Linked DNA regions of Mus musculus: regions 2, 3, 4, 5 and 6 are each linked to region 1. Evidence: chromatin contacts called from public Micro-C and promoter capture Hi-C data. All regions are on one chromosome and are shown on one strand. The core of a region is the stretch at or near the end of the contact, and the rest is flanking DNA. Distances in the headings are between cores, read along the strand shown. Region 1 holds the start of Aplf (aprataxin and PNKP like factor). Region 2 holds the start of Aak1 (AP2 associated kinase 1). Region 3 holds the start of Ruvbl1 (RuvB-like protein 1). Region 4 holds the start of Eefsec (eukaryotic elongation factor, selenocysteine-tRNA-specific). Region 5 overlaps Gfpt1 (glutamine fructose-6-phosphate transaminase 1). Region 6 overlaps Antxr1 (anthrax toxin receptor 1).

Region 1 (3,760 bases), core at 652-3,151:
ATAAGCAATAATAGATCTTTTATATCTATCTTTTAAGTGTGCCTAACACTAGGAGGAAAGGGGTATTATGAATAATACAAAAGCATAGTGCGACCTCTGGTGGACACATCGTTTATTTCATTACTAACATCGGGTCTTGACTACCACCACCCTACACTCCCCCCAAAAAACGTGGTTTTGTTAGGAACATACATGCTTGTAACCCCAGCTCTTGGAAGTGAGGCAGGAAAACTGCAAGTTCAAGGGGTGCTCAGGCTATGTTGTGAGACCCTCTCTTTAAAGGCAACTATATTTAAGATAACCTAAATTCTAACATATCAACACACCCTCCAAGAATCAACAGCTAGAGCAAAACATATCAAAATCTAAAGCACAACCCGGAAACGGAAACTACAAAACTACCATGCTCATAAAAACATAAACACCAATCCAACAATCTATGTTGGAGCACAAAACTCTTATGATAATGGGGAAAAACAAAGAGAAAAGAAACCAAGAAACAGGGCAGTAAGAACACAGAAAATACCACTCAGGTGGAAAATAATGGCAGAGATTTTTAAAAACAATTTTTTGTGAATTTTTAAAATTTTATTTTTTACTATATATGTATACCTGTATGTTAGGATATGCATGTGTGTACATTGCCCAGAGAGGCAGAATTACAAGCATTTGTGAATTGCCTGACATAAGTGCTGGGAAGCCAGTCCTCTGTAATAAATTCCAGGCTCTTAATGGCTAGCCCATCTCTCCCTTGTGATATTTCAACTCGACCGCCAGGTTCTCTAGAGTGGCCTTTGTAAATGATAGGTCTTGTGGCAATGCTAAATGGTTTAATACCACCAAATATAATTTCATAGTGCAAACTGCAAACGGTTTGGTTCCTACTCCTCCCAAAGAGGGTAAAGAATATATAGCATAGTGGCCATTTGTACATGTATCACCTTTAAATGACCAGTTTATACTCCAACTTTCTCATTTGAACAAGGCTAATAAAAAGCACCTAACTCAAAAAGTTTTGGAAGTAGTAAATTAAAGTCATCTCTTTAGAACAATGACTGGTTCACTACCCAGACAACTTAAAGACAGCTACTGATACTACCAAAAGGGATACTGCTATTATTGGTAAGGCCCACCAGCCCAGCAGAGAAGGCAAGGAGATAAAAGAAGTTAGCTTAAGGGAGGTGATTAACCTTCCCTGTTATGGCTCATACAGTACCGTAAATATTGTAAGCTTTGTAGGTCAACATGCAACACATTAACCTTTAGAGTACTATACGTCTTTAAATACTAGCAGCGGTTTTGTTTAGTTGGTCTGTTTACATTTTACATCTTACAACCCGAACTTAGCTCAACTTGGATTTGGCCCTCGTTTGCCAGCTGGATAGGCTAATGATGTTAACTCGGTCCATACTCGAACCATACAGGCACCAAAAAGAAATGTCTGGGACTTGACTAACGTTGTTTGAAAACCTACTGCCCCAAACCTATAAAATCTTGACAAGCAGAGCCAAGACGCGGAGTTCCCAAGCTCAGGAGACAAGAGACAGCCTCGGCTGAGCAAGCTCTGGCTGCCCACGCCCACACTACCTCCCACACTTACTCCCAGCAGCGGCCCGCGGCCTATCACAGTCTGCCCCGGCCCCACGGGCACGCGGGGACCGCCGTCCAGAGGCTGCAGAAAGAAGTCCGAAGGCATGGCGGTAAGAGAAGGTTCCTTCGCCAGGAGATACCTCGTAGCCACCTCCCTCAGGCACGCTGGGCATGGCCCGAAGGGGTGTGAAACCCGAGGCTCCTTTCCTGGTGAGTGTGCTTCTTCCCTTTCCGGAATCCCCACTCCTTGAGAGCCTGTGATTCGTGCAGGGAATACCTGTCAACAGACCGCCAAACTACAGCTTAAAAACTGGAACGCACACCCACAATCTTCCAGCACTTCCTCTCACAGGACTCATGGAACGCTGGGTCTTGTAGTTCCTGACACCTCCCTTCGGCTCCTTTCCGGAGTACAGACTGCATGGAAAAACTACCAATCCCAGAAGGCAATACGCGCATCTCTGCGCCTAGGTTGATTCGTGCTTGGGCAGGGGTGGGGCTAGAGTAGTGCTGACGTCAAGGCCTTAGGAGAGGGTTGGCCTGAGTTTTTAAATGAACCACAGTGCTGGCCCGTGGCCCTGTGACTTCAACAGGGGGATGTTCTTTTCCCAATGGAGTATGATGTGTGTATCTGCTTCTTCCCCTTCTCTTCCATAAGGAGACAGCTTCGGCTAGAATAAGGCCTCCGTGGCAGGACTGTCTTCCCTACTCCAAGAAGTATGTCTGGACTTAGATTTTTAGGGTTCAGCCTCAAGAGGGTCATTAACTTTCCTGTGCAGGCGCCCCATACTCATTTGGGGATGGATCTGCAGCCAGTGGAGCTTCTATTTTCAAAGGCCTGGCTCAGACACTTGGCCCACGGGGCCGGAGAATCTTCCTTCTCTATAAAAGAGGCATATTCTCTGGCTGGGATCTGTAGCAGGCCTGTCTTTCTCTTTGGTGGAGGCCTGGACTGGGGGAAGCAAACCTAGGGTCCGAGGGTGGGGGGCAAACCTACAGGGACGGGATGGAGGGGAAAGGTGGTCTTTTCTATGGAGAAGCCAGTTGCTAAGCTCAGGGCTCCCAGCTAGAGGGAACTTTCTCTTTGGAGGAAGCCTGGCCCAGAGTTTGGCACTGCTCTCTTAAGATCTTTTCCTTTCTTGTGGCTGAGGACAGCCTCAGCTAGGCCTGTGTCTGGAGGGCTTTCTCTTCCATATTAAAGCCTGTACTACAGGACTCTGCAGAAGGTCATGGAGTTGGAGTCTTATCCCCTAATGCCTCCAGGAGGCACAAGGTCTTCTCTTCCCCAAGAGGCCACCTTGTCACAAGCCTAGGGGAAATGGAGTTATTCTAAAGAGTCACTGTGACCCTCATTTTGGCTCTCAGAACAGTGGGCCTTAAGAGACTGGAATTTTCCTTAGTAATCTCATGCTGGATTAAAAAGTCAAAAGGCAGACCCATCAAGACGAGAGACTTTCCCCCGGAGAGATTTCACAGTCCCGTCAATTTGTCAGAATGCCTTGCTGAAGCACTAGAACCTCAGCAGTAATGGGCAGGGCCACACCTTGCAACTGGAGATGGCTCAGATATTCAAATGCTGGCCCCCTACTTAAACCTTAGCCTTACTTTAGGAGGCTGAAGATGAACTTGGGGACCTTGGAGCTCTTTGTCCCTCTTCCTAATCAAAACTCCAATGAAATCTATACAGAACCAGAAAACCAAAATTAACTTGGGGGGCAGAAGGGAAGTCAGGCCAAGAACTCCAGGCAGGAACATGGAGGCAGGAACCGATGCAGAGGCTGTGAAAGATGTTGCTTTCTGGCTTATTCCTCAAGGCTTGCTAAATCTGCTTTCTTATGCAACCAATGACCAGTTGCCCAGGGGTGACGCCAATCCCACAGCAATCAGTAATCAAGAAAGTAGCCCGAAGACCTGCCTATTGTCTCCATTGAAATTCCCTCTTCCTCGATGACCCTGGCTTGTGTTACACTGACAAAAAGTCTAACTAGGACACTAACCCTAATCCCTCATTCTTATCCTAGGTCCTGTCCATGACTCAGATCCTAACCCTTAACCTTTCCCATAACCACAGCGGGCAGTTGGTGAGTGGCAGACTGCATATAGTGGTTAGCACTAGGTCCATATGGAATAAGAAACTTTTTCCATGTTTGTCAGTCTGTCCTGCTTGTGG
Region 2 (3,760 bases), core at 516-3,015, 820 kb before region 1:
AACAGACTCTTTAAAGGTCGGTCAAAATTAATGGTGCTGAGAAAGATGAGGGGCTGTAAGCCCACTAAGATTTCCCATCTATTTTAAGACACACACTAAGCTTCTGTAACAGAAATCAAGCCTTTTAAGGAAGGCGAGGAGAACACACCCTGGGCTGAGTTAGGAAGATGTTCCGCAGGTGCTGAGTCTCACCCTTAAGGTGGCTGTAGGATTGTGTGAACTGAGGTGGCAATACTGGCTCTCTCCGGAAGTTAAGATGCTATCTCTCTCCGGAGAGTTATATGACTATGGTACCACATGAAATAAGAAACCGCAATAGCCACCGCCAGCACAGCCGGACTCAATATTCAGATTAACCAAGAGCCATCTTTTTTTGTTCTATTTTTCAAGACAGGGTTTCTCTGCATAGCCCTGGCTGCCCTGGAACTCATTCTGTAACCCAGGTTGTCCTCGAAATCAGAAATCTGCCTGCTTCTGCCTCCCAAGTGCTGGGATTAAAGACGTGAGCCACCACTGCCCAGCAAGACCCATCTTTTTTTATTTCCTGGGGGCCCCCTTCTAGATCTTCCTCAAGTGCCTGAAGTAGAAATTCTGGGATGAACTGCAAGAGGGTAGTTGCATCTTTAAGAAGTGTGGGGAGCTGGTGGAAAAATAACCTATACTCAAAAAAGAGAAAAAACCATGTATTTCTTGGGGGAGAGGGCAGGGGAGGCAGGGATTTGGCACGACAACAACATCTTCTGTGAAGCAATCTAGGAGGAGAGATCTCAATTCCTTTCCAAATCCTTAGCATTTGACAGGTGCCAATCACACAGCCCTGTACTCTATCCGCACCCAAGCGATCCTTAGTAAACACAGCATCTTCTTGCGAAAGATTCTGAAGAGAAAGCAGTAGGTGTGTCTAAAGTTCCCTTTAAAGGCGTGAATATATCTGGTAAGGACCAGGCAAATCTGGGTCGGCAGAGGGCCATGGTTTGGGGTGGAGCCCAAGGATGGATGTAGCCTGGTCCCTAGATGCTCCGTGTACTGGATCTCCCGCAGTTCCTTCTTCGACCCTCAGGCTTCTCAGTTCTCATCGTGGTCGGGGACCGGAAGACACCTGCTTTGTTTCCTTCAGCACCGAGATTCCGCTCGGCTCCCTGCTGGCATCATACCCACTTCTCCCCAGCCCCCAAGCCTTCAGTACCTCCGCTCCCATGACGTCGGGGAACTCCCAAACCCAACTGGGGCGAGGCAGCTAAACCGCGTCCTTCAGGTGTCAGTCCGGACTCCTGTGAAACCACAATTCCCAGAGTGCCTCTGTCCATGAGGCCAAGCCATAGATAAAATGGCTACAGAGAGTGGGACGTGCAGCTGGAAAACTAGTCTCTGGTGACTTTAGCAGATGTACTTAAATACCCGAAGCCTCACTTCTGCACCACTCCACTATCATCTCCAGTCCCTGGAGACGGCGTCCGAAGGTGCGCTCGCTCCCGGGGCATCTTGGGAATTGTAGTCCAGATGCCAGATTACCCCGAACTACTCTTCCCAGGGTGCTCAGCGGCAGGACTACGGCAACGCTCTCTTCCAAGTGTCTCTGTCCCGAGTTCCACTGCTCTGGTTCCCTTCTTGCCATCGGTTTCTTTCGCTCTGTAGCTATAGCTGGTGCACCTGAGACGGCCCCTGAGAAGGGGCTGTGCGGCCCTGAGAAGCACTTCCGGTGGCAGGTCACTTCCGGGTGGGTGGTCGGAGCCGACGGGCGCGCGCGCGGGGGAGGGGCGGCCTCAGCGCGGCGCTCGGGGATCAGCTGGCGGGCGGGCGGGCGCCGAAGCGGCCCCGGCTCTGCGGCAGCGCCGCCTCCTTCGTGTCGCAGGCCGGCGGCCGTGGCCATGTCGCGGGGCTGGTAGCTGGGCTCGCCGCCGAGCGGCCGCTAGTGGGTGTCCGGGGCCCGGGGCGGGGGTCCGGGCAGGGGTCCGGTGCGTTTCCAGGGCTTTCCCGAAGAAAATGCACGCAGCGTTTCCTCTGGATGACGGCCTGTGCTTTCCCTAGGACCCGGCAGTTAGGCTCTGGAGTGTGTTACTGATTCATCCTCTCTCTGCCTCTGTCATCGCAGGTTTAAACTTAAACGATCGCTCCCCGAGGAGGAGGGGACCCGCCGCGCGATTGACAGTCTATTCCTGCAGGCGCCGTCCCTCAGCCCCCACCCCACGGCCGGATTCCCGGGGCTCTGCTCAGGGCTGAAACCGGAGAAGAAATCCTTAGATCTCTTTTCTTTACAACAAATACGAACCTAGAAACCATCGGCATTTTGCCTTGGCATTTCATATTGGAAAGATGAAGAAGTTTTTCGACTCCAGGCGGGAGCAGGGGAGCTCTGGCCTGGGTTCAGGCTCCAGCGGAGGAGGGGGCAGCAGCTCAGGCCTGGGCAGTGGTTACATCGGAAGGGTCTTCGGCATCGGGAGGCAGCAGGTCACCGTGGACGAGGTGTTGGCGGAAGGTATGTTGGGAAGCCAGTGCGCGGTGAATTAATCTCGTGTGCTGATGTGGCAAGACTCTGGTTTCTAGTTGTATGAATGGGTTTTGACCAACTGACCCTCCCTTCCCCCTCTGCACTTTCCTTGCGAGTCATTGTCCTTGAGAGAATTAAAACTCAGACTGGGAATTGACAGGGCTTGGGGGGGCAGTATTGCCCAAATAGTTTACCTCAGTGGCCTTTCATTTGGGTGGGTGGGGGGAGCGCGTGGAGAAATCTCTTCCTTTGACCGAATTATTCGGATCCTATGTGTGAAGTATAAGTGAAATGCAGGGTGGTGGTCTTGCCATTTCCCTGAAACTTTAAATTCTGATGCGGAGGCTGAAGGGTGGGGATGGGGAGAGATCTTAAAGGAGAGGGGGGCTTCTCCCACCTAACTTTCCTATTTCTTTAAGTAGGTAGCCAAAGAGGATTTCTCTGGGGACAGGAATGCATTTTTTGGTGTTTTGGTTAGGTTTGTTTCTTTACCCAACTGCAGTGAGGTCCCCAGGATGTGGCTAAGATAAAATCATAAGCGAATGAGATGGTTTTGAACTCAGACGCCTAGGCCTCTTTTCTCCTTTTAGTTTCTATTAAGAATGACTTAGGATTGGCTCTGGTTTAGTGTTCTCTCAGTTGGAGAGGATGCTGTGTGGTTTCTCTCGGTGTGTGCTCGTTGGTCTATCTGTGCTCCTGCAGATACATATTTTTCTGCCCCAGGCTTTAGGGAAAATCTTGAGTGTTTCTTGGGTAACCTTAACCTCGACCTTCGTAATTATGCCAGACTGATACTTTTCACAGCTCATTGCCTGCTTACTGTGCTTTTATTTTTAATAAAAGCAGCAATTTCCTTGGCATGAAGCAATTTAAACTAATTGGATAGGACCAGTCTGCTGTAGGTTGCGTTACAGCCTGCCAAGGCTTGGGTCTGGGGGAGGCCTCAGTGAAGGCAGCATGGTGGTAGAGGCTAGTCTATCAGCGAGGGAAGGAGGAATGAGAGCTAAGCAGCCCCTTCGAAAAGGAGGCTTTTGCAAGCTGAGGTTGAAGGAAGGACCTCTACCTGGGCCTAGGAACTGCCTGTCATGGTGAGTCTTGTAGGGTGGTGGACGGGTGGGTGGGAAGAGGCCAAAGCTGTGTTAGACTTAGTTTGTGTAAGTACTGGATTTGGCAAGGCCCAGTTTCTGAGGATACATTGAAGCCTATACTTAAAAAGCACAATTTTGAAGAGATATCTGATAATTTCCTTGTAAATTACTGCTGCTTTTTTTA
Region 3 (3,760 bases), core at 537-3,036, 790 kb after region 1:
TGGTATATTTATACTTGCAGGAAAAACACCCACACAGATAAATAAAATAATAAAATAAAAAGACTTGCCAGGCAGTGGTGGCACATGCCTTTAATCCCAGCACTTGGAAGGCAGAGGCAGGAGGACTTCTGAGTTCGAGGCCAGCCTGGTCTACAGCGTGAGTTCCAGGACAGCCAGGGCTACACAGAGAAATCCTGTCTTGAAAAACCAAAAATAAAAATAAAAATAAATTTAAAAAATTTAAAAAGACTTGGCACTCCTTGGAACTTGTCTAGCAATCCCTGCCTCTGGCTTCTCTGCTGCCAGTCACATGCCATTTCTGCTTCCAGTCTAGAAACTCTCTATTTTTACTCTGTCTTTATTTTACTCTAGAACTCTCTAGCTGCCTTTCATCACAGTCTTCACTGCTACAGTCTCTAGGCTTGTCTTCTTCATATTACCGGCTCAGCCCACAATACTATTAATATAGGTGGAAAGACTGAGAAATCAAACAATGGGCCTAAAGTTGCACCACAGCTACACATTGCACAGCACAGGAAGGTGTCTCCTGGCTGACTTAAAAGTGAGGAAAGTGAGGGACACAGGAGGCAGAGGCAGGTGGATTTCTGAGTTTGAGGCCAGTCTGGTCTACAGAGTGAGTTCCAGGACACCCAGGGCTATACAGAGAAACACTGTCTCGAGAAAAAAAAAGTGAGGGACACCTGCTTAGAGAGCCAGAATGTTGAGAGAGTAAGCAAGAGTGTTTGCCGTCCTTAGTATAGCCCTTCTTGAAAATGAAGCATTAAATTTGGACTATGGCAAGGTGGATTGTGAAAACAAACTACCATATTTGCACCAATATCAGAGCCGTTGATTATTCAAATGAAGGACCATAGTTTCACCATTCACAGGCAGCTTTTGTTCACCTACCTGGAGACTTGCACCCACTCCAGACTGATGAAAATATCTGGTCAGAGTATGGTGGTAGCACCTTTAATGCCAGCAACTCAGGAGGCAGAGACAGGTGGGGGCCCTGGAGTTTTAGGCCAGGCAAGGCTACACAAACACATCTTCTCTTTTCCTTCCTTCCTTTTTTTCCTTTAAGGGTTTTTTTTTTTTTTTGTTTGTTTGTTTGTTTGTTTTTTTTTTTTTTTTTCCGAGACAGGGTTTCTCTGTATAGCCCTGGCTGTCCTGGAACTCACTCTGTAGACCAGGCTGGCCTCGAACTCAGAAATCTGCCTGCCTCTGCCTCCCGAGTGCTGGGATTAAAGGCGTGCGCCACCACCGCCGAGTTTCTTTAAGGTTCTTATTGGGCATATGATGACCAGAATTATGGCATGAAGTGTTTGAAAAGTTTTGGCTGGAATAGTGCCTTCAGGATCTAGTGTATTCTGGAAAAAAAAAAATGGGAGCAGTGGGGCATTCTCTGGGTGTCTAAATAATTCGGTGAGCACTGGAGAAGTTTGGGCAGCTGCTTTGCTGATGATTCTCTCAGGACATCCAAGCACCTGGAAAAGATTTAACATCTGTCAGTGAAGAAGTTAACTCACCCTGGCACAAATATGTTATTCTAAAGAAAAAAAATAGGCATTAAAAGAGGCATTTATAATTAAAAACCTGTCATTCACATTAATAGTGCTTAAGTACTTAAGCAGTTCTCAGTCAAATGTGGCCAGGGCAGGAAATGTTTGCCCTGGGGGAACTTATCCTGTGACACAGACGGAAGTTACTGGGCGAAACTCAGCAGCCGTGACCAGCGTAGCTTTTAGCCAATAGAAAGCGAAGCCTTCTCGCCTCCCCCAATGACATATTGATAGGGGCGGGTCCAGGAGAGCGGCCTAGTAACGGCCGCGTGGTAACCCAGGCGCCTGGCGTGCGGTAGTTCCTACCACTCCACGCAGGTTGTGTTCCTAGACACTCGGCAAAATGAAGATTGAGGAGGTGAAGAGCACCACGAAGACGCAGCGCATCGCCTCCCACAGCCACGTGAAGGGTCTGGGGCTGGACGAGAGCGGCCTAGCCAAGCAGGCGGCTTCGGGTCTCGTGGGCCAGGAGAACGCGAGAGAGGTGGGCGTGGGGCTTGTGCGCGAGGTGTGGGCGGCGGGACCAGGATCCACTAAGATCTAAGAAGTAAGGATCACACTAGCGAGCAAAGGCTGCATCCTTTGCGGGTCACGGCACGCAAATTAGACCTCACCGGAAACGCAGTGGAAGGCTGTGCGGTTAAGTATAGAATTGACTACGTTTTCAGAGTTGATATGGGTTCTTTGGGCCTGGGAGCTGATCTGTTAAGTGGAGCGGTGAGGACTGTCTGATCTATTCCCCATCCAAGCACTCCAGCTTTTCCAGGTCAGTCTTCCTAAAGTCATGCCAGGTCTTTCTATCGGTTCTGTTTTGCACATGAAGAAGTTAAAGGTGGGTTAGGCCGCTTAACCACCTGCCAGTTTAGCAGTAATGAGGCTGGTATCTCCCTCCCCCTAACCCCCATCAAATCAGTATTCTTCCCATTTCTTCAGCCTCCTCCACTCTGAACTCTGCAGAGGTTCAGTGTCTACAAAAACTTGCTTTTTTACATGTGGTGAAGACTGCTTTCTCAGCCTCTTGCACACAGAAAGTGCCAGCAGCAAAGAGCATCATCTATCCAAAAAGGGAAATGTTTGACCCTAGCATGCTTGCATCTTTTCTTGCAAGCAGGTAGTAGCAGTTTAATGCTTTCTATTGGCCAGGCAGCTTTGAGTCTATTGTTTCTTATTTCATTTCTGTCCATGTGACATTTCTGTGTATGTGACTTCAGAGGCTGCTCTAGACCTGCATCTGCACCCACACCAGCAGCCTCTGGTACTCCATATCTTATCCTTCCTATTCTTTGAATGTTAGCCGGTATTTATTTTTGTTTGTTTTCACGACAGTCTCACTATGTAGCTCTGGCTGTCCTGGGACTCTGTAGACCAGACTGGCCTTGAGTTCACAGGGATCCGACTGCCTCTGCCTCCTGAGTGCTAAGATTAAAGGTGTGGGCCATTACACCTGGCTTCCTTAGCTGATATTTCTTTGTTTCTTTTCCTGTTTGACAAAATGTGCGCAAATGCAGTGCAGTCATGTGACTGCCATGGTGCTCTGGTAGAGGTCAGAGGTTCTTTCCTTCCACTGTGGGATCCAGGGATTGAACTCAGGTCCTCAGGTTTACACTACAAGTGCTTTTCACCCACTGAACCATCTCACCAGCCCTTGCCAATTCTTTTATTGGGTGGATTCATAGCATACATACCCTTTTTGTTTAGATAATGTTGCTGTAGTCAAACTGGCCTGGAATGCACAGCCCTGCAGACTCTGTTAAGTACTAGGTCTGTGCTGGTCCCTGCTTGCCTCAACCTCCCCTTTTCCATTCTGTTCACTATACTTTGGCTGCTGCAGCATGTTGTCGCTTAGACATACCAAACTTATGCTTTGGTTATTTTGAGTTTGCAATTTTTGTCTGAAATGTAGATTTCTTTTTCTTTTTCTTTTTTTTTCAAGACAGGGATTCCCTGTATAGCCCTGGCTGTCCTAGAACTTACTCTGTAGACCAGGCTGGCCTCAAACTCAGAAATCTGCCTGCTGCTGCCTCCCAAGTGCTGGGATTAAAGGCATGTGTCACTACTGCCCGGCTGAAATGTAGACTTCTGCCCAGGGCTTCAAATGTTACATACAATGTATGAGAAAGTCCCCCTCCACCCCCACCCCACCCCCAGCCCTCGGTAGCCACTCAGCGTCTCATTACCCTTCTCTCTTCGTGGCAGCA
Region 4 (3,760 bases), core at 637-3,136, 770 kb after region 1:
ATCATAAAGATGAAAATTATAGTTATTACAAGTCAGATTCTATATTTTCCAGAAAAAAACTTCATCTTTCTTTCTTTCTTTCTTTTTCTTTGCAATACTGGGGGGGGGGGGGGGAGGCGGGTGGAATCTAGTGCATCCTGCACACTAAGCAGGTACTCCACCACTGAGGGACATGCCAACCCCACTTTCTAGTTTCTACCCTGTAGTGTTCCATCTCCAATTTACACTAGCTTAGAGTACATTTCCTAAAATGTATTTGAACACAACCAGTCAGAATTTAGTGGGAGTTTTCAGTTTAGTTTACTGTGTGGCCCTTGATAGTCTTTAATGAGTGAATCCTGAACTCAATAGATACTGTGCAGGAGAGTAACTCTGGCAGGTAAGCCTCCATTTCCACTTCAGTGAAACAAGGAAACAGTCTTAGGCTGCCTGCAGCACAGAGAAAGGGAGGCCACACAGCTGGAATGACCCACCTGCCCCATATACATGCTTCCAGGCTTACAGCACACTGCTGGAAAGAAACCCAGGGCAAGCGGAGAAGCAGGAAATGGGTCACTGGAGCTACAGCAGGTAGACTCAGCCACACCTCCTTTTGTGCTGGGTGCTTACAAACAGGTTATGGGGTTCTGTTCTTAGATTTAAGTGTAGTTAAATGGGTTTGCAAAAGGAATTTAAAAAGACATAGCAACAGTTTCCTGTAGACGAATGGGAGGGGTCACGCTGAGCAAGGAAGGGAGGTTACAAGACCTTTTATTTATAATGGCCTATTCCTAAGTGGCCTGTAATTAAAGACTAATTAAGTGGTACAGATCCTAGAAGCAGATTTTAGCAGTGCCCATCATGACTGAAAACACGCAGGCCCTTTGCCTTAGCTAGTTCACACATAACTTATCCTGTTACACTAGTGCACATCCCAAAACCTTCTGGGCTAGAGTTATTCACTGCATTATGAATAGCAGCCAACTCTGGGAAAGTCACGAGGGTCAGTCAAGAAAATGTTGGTATAAAAGTACAAAGGAACTTTATGTGTAGATATAGTCTCCAGACAGTGATGGTTTGTGTATAAAGGGGACTGGGGGATGAGATCCTGAGAGAGCCTAGAGCACTTGCCTCTTATCAAGGCACTAGGCTCTACCCACTACCCCAACCGACCACAAGTAGTACAACAGAAGGAAAAAAACAGGATCTTTCATTTCTGCACCTTGTCTGCGTTTCTGTGTATGTTTCCTGAAACCATCCATACACACAGGAAACTGAGAGCAGTGTTTGGGACAGAGAACCAGGAGACCAAAGGACAGGTACGTGGTGACTTTTTTTTTTTTTTTTTTTGAAACTTGTATACACCCTTTTTGCAGGGTTTGTTTCTTTGGATCATTTTTCTAGGAAAGCATCTCGGTGCACGGCAGTGAAGGTGAGAACTGTGTCCGCGTCTGCGGGCTGTGAGTTCGAGACCACAAGCCTTCCGGGCTGGTGGCCAGGCCTAGGCTGTCAGGCCGCCATCCATCCCGCGAGCTCGGACCCCGAGCCCGGCTCCCGCCCCGGCCCGCGCTCACCGCCAATGATGGTCCGGATGAGGGAGGCGTGCCCGGGGCAGTCGACCAGTGTGACCTGCAGCAGCGTGTCGCTAGAACCGGGTTCTGCCCCCGGCAGCGGCACGACAAAACAGGAGAAGCCCAGGTCGAGCGTTATGCCGCGCTCGCGGCTCTGCGGCTGCTTGTCGAAGGCAGCAGTGGAGGCCGTGGTGCTCAGCGCGCGCGCCAGCGCTGTTTTGCCACTGTCGATGTGACCCAGCACGCCCACATTCACATTTACCCGCCGGCCGGCCATCCCGCCGCTGCCTCTCACGCCGTCGCCTGAGCGCCAGCCCCGCGGTCCGCCTGCTAAGCCGCACCCCCCCGCAACCCGCGCTGAGCGCACCGGTTCCGGCACGGAAGCTTCCGCCCTCGGGCGCCCACAGCCCTATGGCAGAGCGCACACAGGGCGGGACAAGAGCCGGCCTGCTACCTGGGTTTGCTGTCATCCGGCTCCCCACGCCACAAAGTCTCGCCAGTCTGAGATTAGGGATTCCTCCTTCCATCCATTCATCCATCCATGCATCCATCCATCCATCTCACCATCTATCCATCCATTCTTCCTTCCCTCCCTCCTTTCATCATTCCACTCACCCAGTCCATCCACACATCCCTTCCTCTATCCCTCCATACACACTCATCCATCCGTCCATTCATTTCTGTCAGCCTTTATTTTTTTGTTTGTTTGTTTGTTTGTTTTTTGTTTTTTTCAAGACAGGGTTTCTCTGTATAGTCTTGGCTGTCCTGGAACTCACTTTGTAGACCAGGCTGGCCTTGAACTCAGAAATCCGCCTGTCTCTGCCTCCCAAGTGCGCCACCACCGCCCGGCTGTCAGCCTTTATTAAGTGCAGACTGTATACACTTTACTGGGATGTGGTGATCGACATTATTTGCTGTGAAAACAGGAGTAAGTAAAACCCAAGACCAGTTGCCAAGCCAGACTATCTGGAAAGGACAGAGATGGGAAGGCGGGGAGCCTAGTGAGGAAGATACCCTCAAGGACTGTCACTAGACGTCCAGTGCAGACTGAGAATTGACCATCAGAAACCTGGAAGCACTGTGAAAAGAGGAAGAGGTCCTCGTTGATTCAGGGGAGGGGAGGTGGGGGTGGGGACGGGACAAAAACCTCACTTTGAAGTCTAGGCTGCCATGAGGAGCTGCAACTTAACTGTTGTGTATGAACTTGAATGTGTCGTGAGTGCTATACCAACCAGCCTCTGTAACCCCCTTCAGGCATTGAAAGGTGCCTAGAACCATGAAAGAGGTCACAAGCCTAAGTGGTTGCTCTGGCAAAGGATAAAAGCCTAGGAAAAGAAGGGACTTGGGGCCTCACAGGGGAGGAATGGCACTGGAGAGCTGAATGGCACTGCTCTCATGTAAAGGGGGTGGGGCTTGCTGGCCCAACATTCCCAGCCTTCCTTTTTCTAGGGCAGGAGGGGTTGCGGTTTGCAAGTGAATTGGTTTACACGGGCTTGTGTGCTAAATGCTTGGGCCCCAGCTGGTGGTCTGTCTTATGAGATGAAGCTTAGCAGAAGGCAGTAGTCGCTTCCTGTCCACCATGAAATGAGTAGTTCAGTCAGGCTGCTCCGTTCTGCTGTCACCAGGACAATATACTGCTGTGCTGCCACAGGCTAGGGGGATCAAGCCCAAGAGACCATGCACTGAAATCTCTAAAACCATGAAGTCAAACTAAAGTCTCTTTCTCTCTTTGTCTGTGTAGCTGTTTCATCACAATGATGCAGCCTAACATAAAGCCTGACTTCAGAGTGCTGACAAATATTTTAGCCTTTGTTGATAAAAAATTCCCTCCTGAGGGGAGTAGCAAATGACATCTACCCACTCTTCCTAAGGTTCCAAGGACAAACCAAAAAGGCAGTACGACAACAATTCTTCTTAGGATTGAGTTTATCCGGCTTACTTATAAACATGGGTGAGAGGTAAGGAGTGTTGACGACCACAGAGCAGCTGCACTGGAAAGTTTTCTCATAGCATAAACTATGGCTTCCCCTCTTTCTTCCTCCTAATCTACACTAACCTATATACTCTACCTCCTCCCTGACGTCCTGAGGCCAACGTACAATTAGGGCTGGATTGAATACCATGGCTAGGAGGAGGGGCCAGACACTCAGGTGAGGATCCAGTGACCCAGCTGAGGTCTTCCTCCTAGGAGGGAATGTCATCGGTCCACA
Region 5 (3,760 bases), core at 570-3,069, 600 kb before region 1:
GCATAAATAGTTATCTTTTTAGGTTAGGATGAAAATATTTAACTATTTGTAAAGTATTTCTCATCAACACATTAGTATGAGATACTTTTGGGTTACATTATTTTTAAATATCTGGTAGGTTGTTAGGTTTGTTTGTTTGAAGATAAATGCCAATATAATGCATTTGTAATCTAGGGGGAAATTTTTTTATTTTCATTTATTTGAAGGAAGACATCTAGCTTGCTAGTGTCAGTAACTGACTTAGAAATAGTTACAAATAAATTAGACCAACAGAAAAGTAATTAAAAATTGGAACATTTAATTTTCAAATACTTGGCATTTATGTTGCTGTCATATTGCTTAAAAACTACTAAACTAGAATCATTGTGGGACCAAACACAGAAGAACAATTCTGTTTGTGGGCAAGCAAAAGTGTAAGAGCTGTGGAATACAGACAACTTTGCAGGGGTTTTTGGTTTAAATTTCCCCCTTTCTCTCTCTCTCTTTCTTCCCTCCCACTCTTAACTCTCTTTTGCTGTGTGTGTGTGTGTGTTCCCCCTTTCTCTCTCTCTCTCTTTCTTCCCTCCCACTCTTAACTCTCTTTTGCTGTGTGTGTGTGTGTGTGTGTGTGTGTGTGTGTGTGTGTGTGTGTGTGTGTGTGTGAGCGTGTAGGGTTCCTTGGAGCTGGAGAATGCATGGTTGTGAGCCCTCAGTCACAGGTGTTGGGAGACAAACTCAGTCCTCTGCAGCTGCTCTCTTGCTCCAGCCTTTGTGGTTTTGTTGCTGTAGAGGAGGAATGTGCTATAAAGGAGGGGGCTAGTGACAGGCAGGGCAGGGCTGGCTGGCCTGAGGAACAGGTGAAAGGCTGCTGCTGACAGGAAGAAAATGTCTGTTATCAGCACTAAAGTTCCACCATGTGCCTGTACATCTGTAGGGCTGAAAAAAGACTGGTGCCTGAAGGTTTGCTTTCTGTTGTTTGTAATTTTCTGACCTTTAGAATAAAAGGAACTTAGTGAGAATGCGACTTAGTAAAAGGCTTGGGAATTCCCTTTGAACACAAGCGTGTTGCTTCCTCTTTCACACCATGCTCCATTGCTCCAAAGTTGACAACAAGGAGCTGCCCTAAACAGAACTTCTTAAATGTATTCACATTTTTGAAATAGTATTATTTATACATATAGTACATTTTTAAATTTCACTGAGTATGTACATTATTACAATTTAACTTTAATTTTATATGTTTAGAATTAGAGAATTAGTGATACACAAGTTGACTCAGAACAGTGCTTTTTCTGCTCAAATGTTTCATATTTGTGGATATATTTGCTTATAAGCATGTTTTCATAGAGCTTAGAATTATGGCTGACACCTGCAATCCCAGCACTCAGGAGGCTGGGACAGGCACTTACTGCAGATCTGAGGTCAGCTGGCTCTGTACTGAGTTCCAGATCAGTCTAGTGTTAAACAAAATAGAGCATCCACATTGGTAGTTTTTCTCAAAGAGTTGCACTGAAAGTTAGCAGTGCGTATCTCTTAGTAGTAGGGTGGTGAATGCATTAATTTTTTTCTTTAATTTGTGTTTCTTAGTGGTTTCCAAATGTATGCCTTGTTTTTCTGTGGCAGTGCTGTGGTGGGGCCTAGGGCCTTAAGTGAGCTAGGCCAGTGCTCACCACGGAGCTACCCTCTCGTCTGTGTGCTCACTTTGTAATTAGAAAAGTGGAGACCAAAGAAGTTCAGTGAAAAAGGATGTCCTAAGGCAGAGTGTGTTCTTTTCCCTGTAGACCCGTCAGGTCCTGGAGGAGCTGACCGAGCTGCCCGTGATGGTGGAGCTTGCCAGTGACTTCTTGGATAGAAACACTCCAGTCTTTCGAGATGATGTTTGCTTTTTCATTAGTCAATCAGGTGTGTTCATTTTAAACTTGAAGGGGAAAAAGTTATTTTAAGTCAAGTTTCCTAATAAGCCAACCCTATCTTTTAAACTGACACTTAGCAGGGTGTGGTGGCTCACACCTTTAATCCCAGGCAGGCAGATTTCTGAGTTTGAGGCCAGCCTGGTCTACAGAGTGAGTTCCAGGACAGCCAGGACTACACAGAGAAACCCTGTCTTGAAAAAAACAAAACAAAAAAAAACCAAAAAACCCAAAAAACCCTGACACTTAAACTGGCATTTCAGATGGCCTGGTAAATACCGATTGTCTTCGCTTGTACTAATACATTCTTTAAGACTTAGTAAAAATGAACATCTTTTTTTACATATAGCTTATAGAGTTTAATTTTCAGATAAGAAACAAAAACTGATCCTAGAAATCCTAGGTTTTGTTGTTGTTTGAGACAGGGTATCACTATGTAGCCTTGGCTGGCCTGAACTTAGCTAGGTAGACCAGGCTGGCTTCCAACTCAGTGATATGCCTGCCTCTTCAACCCAAGCCCTAGGATTTAAGGTGTGTGCCCCATGCCTGGCTATGTCTTATAAGTTTAATAAGAGCATGCCTTATGCTTTATTTAAAACAAGTGATAGTATTAAAAGCATGGCAGTCGGTTGGTTTTTCGTGTATGAAACTGCATCCTCTGAAACTGCTCTCTGTTACTGTTGTCCATTTTACACAGGCGAGACAGCTGACACCCTGATGGGACTTCGTTACTGTAAGGAGAGAGGAGCCTTAACTGTGGGGATCACAAATACAGTCGGCAGTTCTATATCAAGGGAGACAGATTGCGGGGTTCATATTAATGCTGGTCCTGAGATTGGCGTGGCCAGTACAAAGGTAAATTTTTGGTTTCTTCCATGGAAGTTACTTAACCATACTGTTGGTAAGAGACTCTGATCTGTGGGGCAGTTACTGTACTCTCTTCTCTTAGGGAGGAGAGCAGGAGGAATCCCTGGGGCTTGTTAGTCATCAACTTAGCTCCAGGTTCAGTGAGTGACTGTGTCTTAGGGAACACGACAGAGATTGATAGAGCAGGACACCCGATGGCCTGCTCTCCTGTGCATCTGCACGGATACATGTATGTGCACTCACAGTTAATGTGTGCATACATGTGTGTGCACTCACAGCTCATGTGTGGATACATGCATGCTTACTCACAATGCCCGTCTCTCCCTTCCCCACACAGTCAAATAAATAAAACTTATTTATGTATATGAATACACCTTCACTGTCCTCAGACACAGCAGAAGAGGGCATAAGATCACATTACAGATGGTTGTGAGCCACCATGTGGTTGCTGGGAATTGACCTCAGGACCTCTGTAAGAGTAACCAGTGCTGAGCCATCTCTCCAGGCCAGCATTAAAACTTATACATCTGTTTCTGTTTAGATAGTGCATCTGTAGAAGCTTAAAAATACTTTTGTTTTAAAGGTGTATAAGTCTGCTTTGCTCTTTGAAGTTGAGATATGAATAAATGTAAGAAATATCCAACTCTTTGCAAGCTGTATTGATATAAAAGATTACTCTCCACAAATATGTTGCTTTTTATAATTTTGAAAGTTTAGTTTTTTTTCTGCTTAAGCTTAACATTTTTTGTTGATTCTCTAATAAGATATTTGTCAGTGGTTTAGGCTTTAATCTATAAAGTCTTATGGAAAACTTTTTGTAGGAAAATATATAATTCTTGTTAAAAATTTTTGAGTTTTTTGTTTTGAGAGCCTTGGTATTACTATACTTTCCACATAGCTGAAATGTAGATTTTCTTCACATCATAAGATGTGACTTCATCCTTGGTGAATGCATAGCTAGCTCTTTGCAGCTGTGTTGAGACAGCCCTGGTGCAGTGTGGGAA
Region 6 (3,760 bases), core at 405-2,904, 520 kb before region 1:
TTTCCGCTAGGTAACTGGATGTCCTGCTGTTCTCAGGTGAGGCTCACCGTGACCCTGCCTGCCTCCTAAACTGAAACCAAAGGCGGACAGTTCTCCGGAGCCCTGGAGGCTCTCAGATGACATCTGCAGTTGTACGGTCAGAGAAATGGAAAATTTATAGCCCCGAGAATCTGGGATTCATTTAGGAGCATTAATTTAAGTGATCCAACCTCAAAATTGTTTTCAGGCCTCCACTAGGCTCCAATATCCTTCCTCATTATGAAACCCTGTACAGCCAGGCCTGCAGTGCCCTGGTACCGACCAGCCTCATTTCTGTGGTTCAGGAGAGACCTCATCAGCTCTAAGATACGCGGGCTGGGCCAGGCTGATGTTCTGTATGATCTGGGGAGAAATCACTCATAACACTCCTAGTTAGATTTCAGAAAGAATCTTTAAAAGAAAGACCTGCCTTAAACCTATTAGAGAGGGTAGGGTATAAATAGTCTTGATAATTCCTAAATTAAAAACAACCTGGGTGGCAGTGGGTGGGTAGTGGAGCTGAAGCCATGGGCATGTTGGGCGAGGCTGCTGCTGCTGCTGAGCTGGGTGCCCAGCCCTAACAAAGCCTATTTGTTCCTAAGGACTGGACTTAGGAAGAATCTCGGCTGGTGTCTCCTGCATCAAAGAAATGCCGCTGGTCTGTATTCTGACCCAGGCTCACCTCAGGCTCAGCTGTACCTGGTTTCATAATAAGGAAGGACACTGGAGCCTACTGGAGGCCTGAACACAATTTTGAGACGGGATACTTTAAATGAATGTGCCTAAATGGGTGGCATCGCCTGGTCCCTCCTGATTGTACAATGCCTTACCAGCAGGGCAAACGCCATTTTGGGTGCCTAACCAGGCTCTGGCTACTCTACTCACTTCTCTGCTTTCCCATGTTTTCTGCTCACTGCTGTGACTCCCACACTTTCCTCTTCCAATGAACTGAGGAGAGCTGTGGGACAAGAGTGGCCTGTGTGTACTCCTGCCTTGATGGTCAACTCCGCAGCCTTCAAGTGATCGGCCTTCCACGGGTCTCTGACTCACAATGGCTAGCGATAGAGCTGGGCCTCATAGGGCCTTTCTCGGAGACCAGCCCTGGAGTGAATTCAGTCATGAACTCAAATAACCCTGAGACTCCTGGGAGAGGAAAGGTGACCTCATGCTTACTAAGACCCAGGTTGCTCAGCCCTGGAGGACCCCGCTGTGAACGGCAGCGGTTTGGCTCAGTGTCCCCTCTGAGGCTGTGGTCGCTGACCCCTCCCATTTAACTAAGGAAGAGGTTCCCGAGGCTGACAGATGTGGCTGACAGATGTGGCTGGGTAGGAGGCAGAGGAACGCAGCTGTGAGAAGTGATGGCCCTGGGCCCAGAAGCCTTGTCTTCTTGTGGCTGCAGCCATTTCCACCTGGTGCCTTTGTGTTTTCTAGTGCCCCCCTCTTTCAAAGCTCAGCACTTTGTTGTAGTATATGGTCTGGAAGAAGCTTCTGGAACAGTACCAGGCACCTCCCCGTGTTCCGTTAGTAGGCTGACTGGGGAGCTGAGGAAGGAGGCCGTGGCGCTGCAGAGGGACCTGGGGTTTAACGTCACCTCTGTGTGCCTCTGCTCAGCTCACGCCCCACCTCCGTCCTGTCTCTTCCTATCTCACTGTTTATGAGGAGTGCAGCCTTCTCTGTCACGTGCTCGCAGTATTCTACCCAGGCAGTGGGACCAGCCAAACTGAGGCTGAAACTTCTGAAAGGGTGAGCCATAGCGAACTTCCTCTTTTAAGGTAGCTTTCTGAAGTGTTTGTCACGACGATGAAAGCAGACACGGTTGTGGGTGTGGGGGACCCTCAGACATCTTGTCTTGAGATCTGACACCCTGTTCTGGGCCCTACACAGATGGCGTGTTCAGACTACTCCCAAGTTTCACAGTTAAAAATTGAGGAGTCCTTTAGGTTCTCATACTGAGATGTTCTTAAGATGCCGGCACGTTAGCAAGGGGAAGTCCCTAGATATGGCCACTGAGGAGTGAAGGATTATCAGAGTACTTATCTATACTTTTTAAAGCTGTGCCATGGGCTTTGAGGGCCGTCACATCCAGTGTTGGTAAACGTCTGTGGAAAGGGATTTGAGGACGGGACAGGCAAAGAGATGAAGGTATAGAGAGCACGGAGGGCTGGTTGGGTGGTTCTCACATGGTCTGAGCCATCTTCCTGGCCTGGAAAAGTGATGTTTTTAAAGGTGCCAGCAGCCCCAGGCATATGTTTTGGGGAATTGAGACAGCAGCTGTGTGGGATCGGAGCTAGGTGTTGCATGAGTCTGAGCATTGCCCCACAGCTGTCCAGCACATCCCATAGTCCCGCTTGCCTGTGTAGAGCACCTGAGCTGATGGTGGGGCAGTGGGCACTTGGATGCAGAACAAGCCAGGTTTGCGGTTTCAGGGTACAGCTCTCAAGGGAGGGAGAGTCGTATGACTGCTGCTTCTTTATTAGGCACAACCTGAGTCCAGATGGGATTCAGCAATCTCTGTGTGTGCACAGAGGCCGTGGTCAGTCCCAAGTGACTTCCTCAGTTGTTCTCTACCTTGACTTTTGAGACAGGGCTTCTCACTGAACCTGGAGTTTGCTGACTCAGCGGGGTTGGCTCTCCAGGTGGCCTCAGGGATCTGCCTGTTTCCACATCCCCAGAGCTGGGGTTCTGGGTGCACACTGCCATGCCTGGTAAACAAATCAACAAACACCCATGTTCTGGAAATCAGACCAGGGCAAGTACTTTACCTACTATGCCCAAGGGTGATATTTTTTATGGGAATAAAGGGGCAATCTTGAAAGACTGCAGGCATTGAACAGTGTACCTTCTGAGGAGATCCTAGTTTATTTTAGGATATTAGTTGTACTTACTTTTGGCTTGCTACTGCCAGAGATAACCTGACTGTACTGACACAGACCATCTGTGAAAGATGGCTGACACAGTAGCCTGACCTCATCACCTTCATTGCTACACAGAGACAAAGACCTGGCCGCTCTGTCAAAGCGGACAGCAGCCACAGTGACTGTGGATGGGACAAGGTGGAAGCGAGGACACTCAGTGTTCATGTGTCAGGGTCTAAGCTCACAGGGGCACAGAGTATGGGTTTTGCTCCCTCAATAGCAGCAGCTATGAGTCTGAGTACACCTGCCTGCTCTCAGGCTAAACAACTCATCGAAGATCTTCAGCCCCTTCCTCATAGGTGAAGCCACGGATTTTTAGATGATTTTTACTCATCATTTCAGCTTGGTTATTTTGATTGTAAGAATGCAATGTGTAATGAAAATGTTAGACATTTTTCACTTTAGGAAACTCTTAAATATTAAAGCTTTTTTTTTTCTGTGTCACCGTGTTCACTGTGATGTTTACTAGTCTGTGGCCCCTGTCTAAATCAGTTTGGTCAGTGACTGCCTCTTTGGATCAGCCTAATGGAGATCTTGAATTGTTATGGTGTCTCCCCTGTGTAGTGCTGCTGTCACCTCTGTCTGTGTAATAGTAAAGTGGCATAGGGCAGAACTTGTGGCTCTCCAGGCTGGTAAATTTGTAGGCAGGAGACCCAAACAACAGAGGAACGATGGAGGGGTGTGTGGAGGGGTGCAGGCAGGGGAGCAGCACATTCCTCAGAGGAACCCAATGTCCTTGAACAAGAGGAGCCAGTTCCGAGGAAGACATTGCTCTGTTAATGTTCACGTTGTTGGGTGCACAAGATTGTCTGTGAACATCTTCCCCT

The links. Promoter capture Hi-C pulls out the DNA fragments that hold promoters and counts their contacts. Hi-C and Micro-C count contacts between places; a contact is called where the count stands out from the background.
Region 2: a Micro-C map of embryonic stem cells shows a contact between it and region 1, with 7 times the contacts expected there. The contact joins the promoter of Aak1 here to the promoter of Aplf in region 1. A contact is called at or near these places in 6 of 39 promoter capture datasets (the C10 cell line, embryonic stem cells, fetal liver and 2 more), 1 of 484 Hi-C or Micro-C datasets (embryonic stem cells), 1 of 115 datasets of contacts at active chromatin or transcription factors (pancreatic cancer cells) and 1 of 9 other capture datasets (adipose tissue).
Region 3: a promoter capture Hi-C map of cranial neural crest shows a contact between it and region 1. The contact joins the promoter of Ruvbl1 here to the promoter of Aplf in region 1. A contact is called at or near these places in 3 of 39 promoter capture datasets (cranial neural crest, liver and pre-B cells).
Region 4: a promoter capture Hi-C map of neutrophils shows a contact between it and region 1, with 2.6 times the contacts expected there. The contact joins the promoter of Eefsec here to the promoter of Aplf in region 1. A contact is called at or near these places in 5 of 39 promoter capture datasets (hematopoietic stem and progenitor cells, liver, neutrophils and 1 more) and 1 of 115 datasets of contacts at active chromatin or transcription factors (pancreatic cancer cells).
Region 5: a promoter capture Hi-C map of the HPC-7 cell line shows a contact between it and region 1, with 3 times the contacts expected there. The contact joins the enhancer-like site here to the promoter of Aplf in region 1. A contact is called at or near these places in 10 of 39 promoter capture datasets (the 3T3-L1 cell line, 3T3-L1-derived adipocytes, the C10 cell line and 6 more), 2 of 484 Hi-C or Micro-C datasets (the G1E-ER4 cell line and cerebellum), 1 of 115 datasets of contacts at active chromatin or transcription factors (fibro-adipogenic progenitors) and 1 of 9 other capture datasets (macrophages).
Region 6: a contact with region 1 is called in a promoter capture Hi-C map of pre-B cells, with 3 times the contacts expected there. The contact joins the enhancer-like site here to the promoter of Aplf in region 1. A contact is called at or near these places in 3 of 39 promoter capture datasets (the HPC-7 cell line, hippocampal neurons and pre-B cells), 1 of 484 Hi-C or Micro-C datasets (CD4 T cells), 1 of 115 datasets of contacts at active chromatin or transcription factors (large pre-B cells) and 3 of 9 other capture datasets (embryonic stem cells, liver and macrophages).

What each region holds. Positions count from the first base shown.
Region 1 is chr6:87,670,260-87,674,019 of GRCm38.p6, forward strand. It overlaps Aplf (aprataxin and PNKP like factor), which reads right to left and starts at 1,902. Exons shown (of 10, transcript NM_001372332.1): 1 at 1,601-1,902. The coding sequence starts at 1,696. It also overlaps E230015B07Rik.
Region 2 is chr6:86,847,740-86,851,499 of GRCm38.p6, forward strand. It overlaps Aak1 (AP2 associated kinase 1), which reads left to right and starts at 1,766. Exons shown (of 16, transcript NM_001378654.1): 1 at 1,766-2,476. The coding sequence starts at 2,314. It overlaps 2610306M01Rik (RIKEN cDNA 2610306M01 gene), which reads right to left and starts at 1,701. Exons shown (of 1, transcript NR_028298.1): 1 at 668-1,701.
Region 3 is chr6:88,463,623-88,467,382 of GRCm38.p6, forward strand. Ruvbl1 (RuvB-like protein 1) reads left to right here and starts at 1,787. Exons shown (of 11, transcript NM_019685.3): 1 at 1,787-2,046. The coding sequence starts at 1,906.
Region 4 is chr6:88,444,653-88,448,412 of GRCm38.p6, forward strand. It overlaps Eefsec (eukaryotic elongation factor, selenocysteine-tRNA-specific), which reads right to left and starts at 1,887. Exons shown (of 7, transcript NM_023060.3): 1 at 1,554-1,887. The coding sequence starts at 1,827.
Region 5 is chr6:87,074,497-87,078,256 of GRCm38.p6, forward strand. Gfpt1 (glutamine fructose-6-phosphate transaminase 1) reads left to right here. Exons shown (of 19, transcript NM_013528.3): 13 at 1,761-1,881; 14 at 2,587-2,744. Among named protein-coding and RNA genes, the nearest start is that of D6Ertd527e, 28 kb to the right of the region's middle. Within about 2 kb of position 1,820, at least 76 of the 459 cell types and tissues checked have an H3K27ac peak or open chromatin away from gene starts, as enhancers often do. A contact at or near this core is called in the G1E-ER4 cell line and the HPC-7 cell line, where this site is marked.
Region 6 is chr6:87,151,392-87,155,151 of GRCm38.p6, forward strand. The region is part of intron 17 of Antxr1 (anthrax toxin receptor 1); the gene reads right to left. Among named protein-coding and RNA genes, the nearest start is that of D6Ertd527e, 49 kb to the left of the region's middle. Within about 2 kb of position 1,655, at least 167 of the 459 cell types and tissues checked have an H3K27ac peak or open chromatin away from gene starts, as enhancers often do. A contact at or near this core is called in the HPC-7 cell line and pre-B cells, where this site is marked.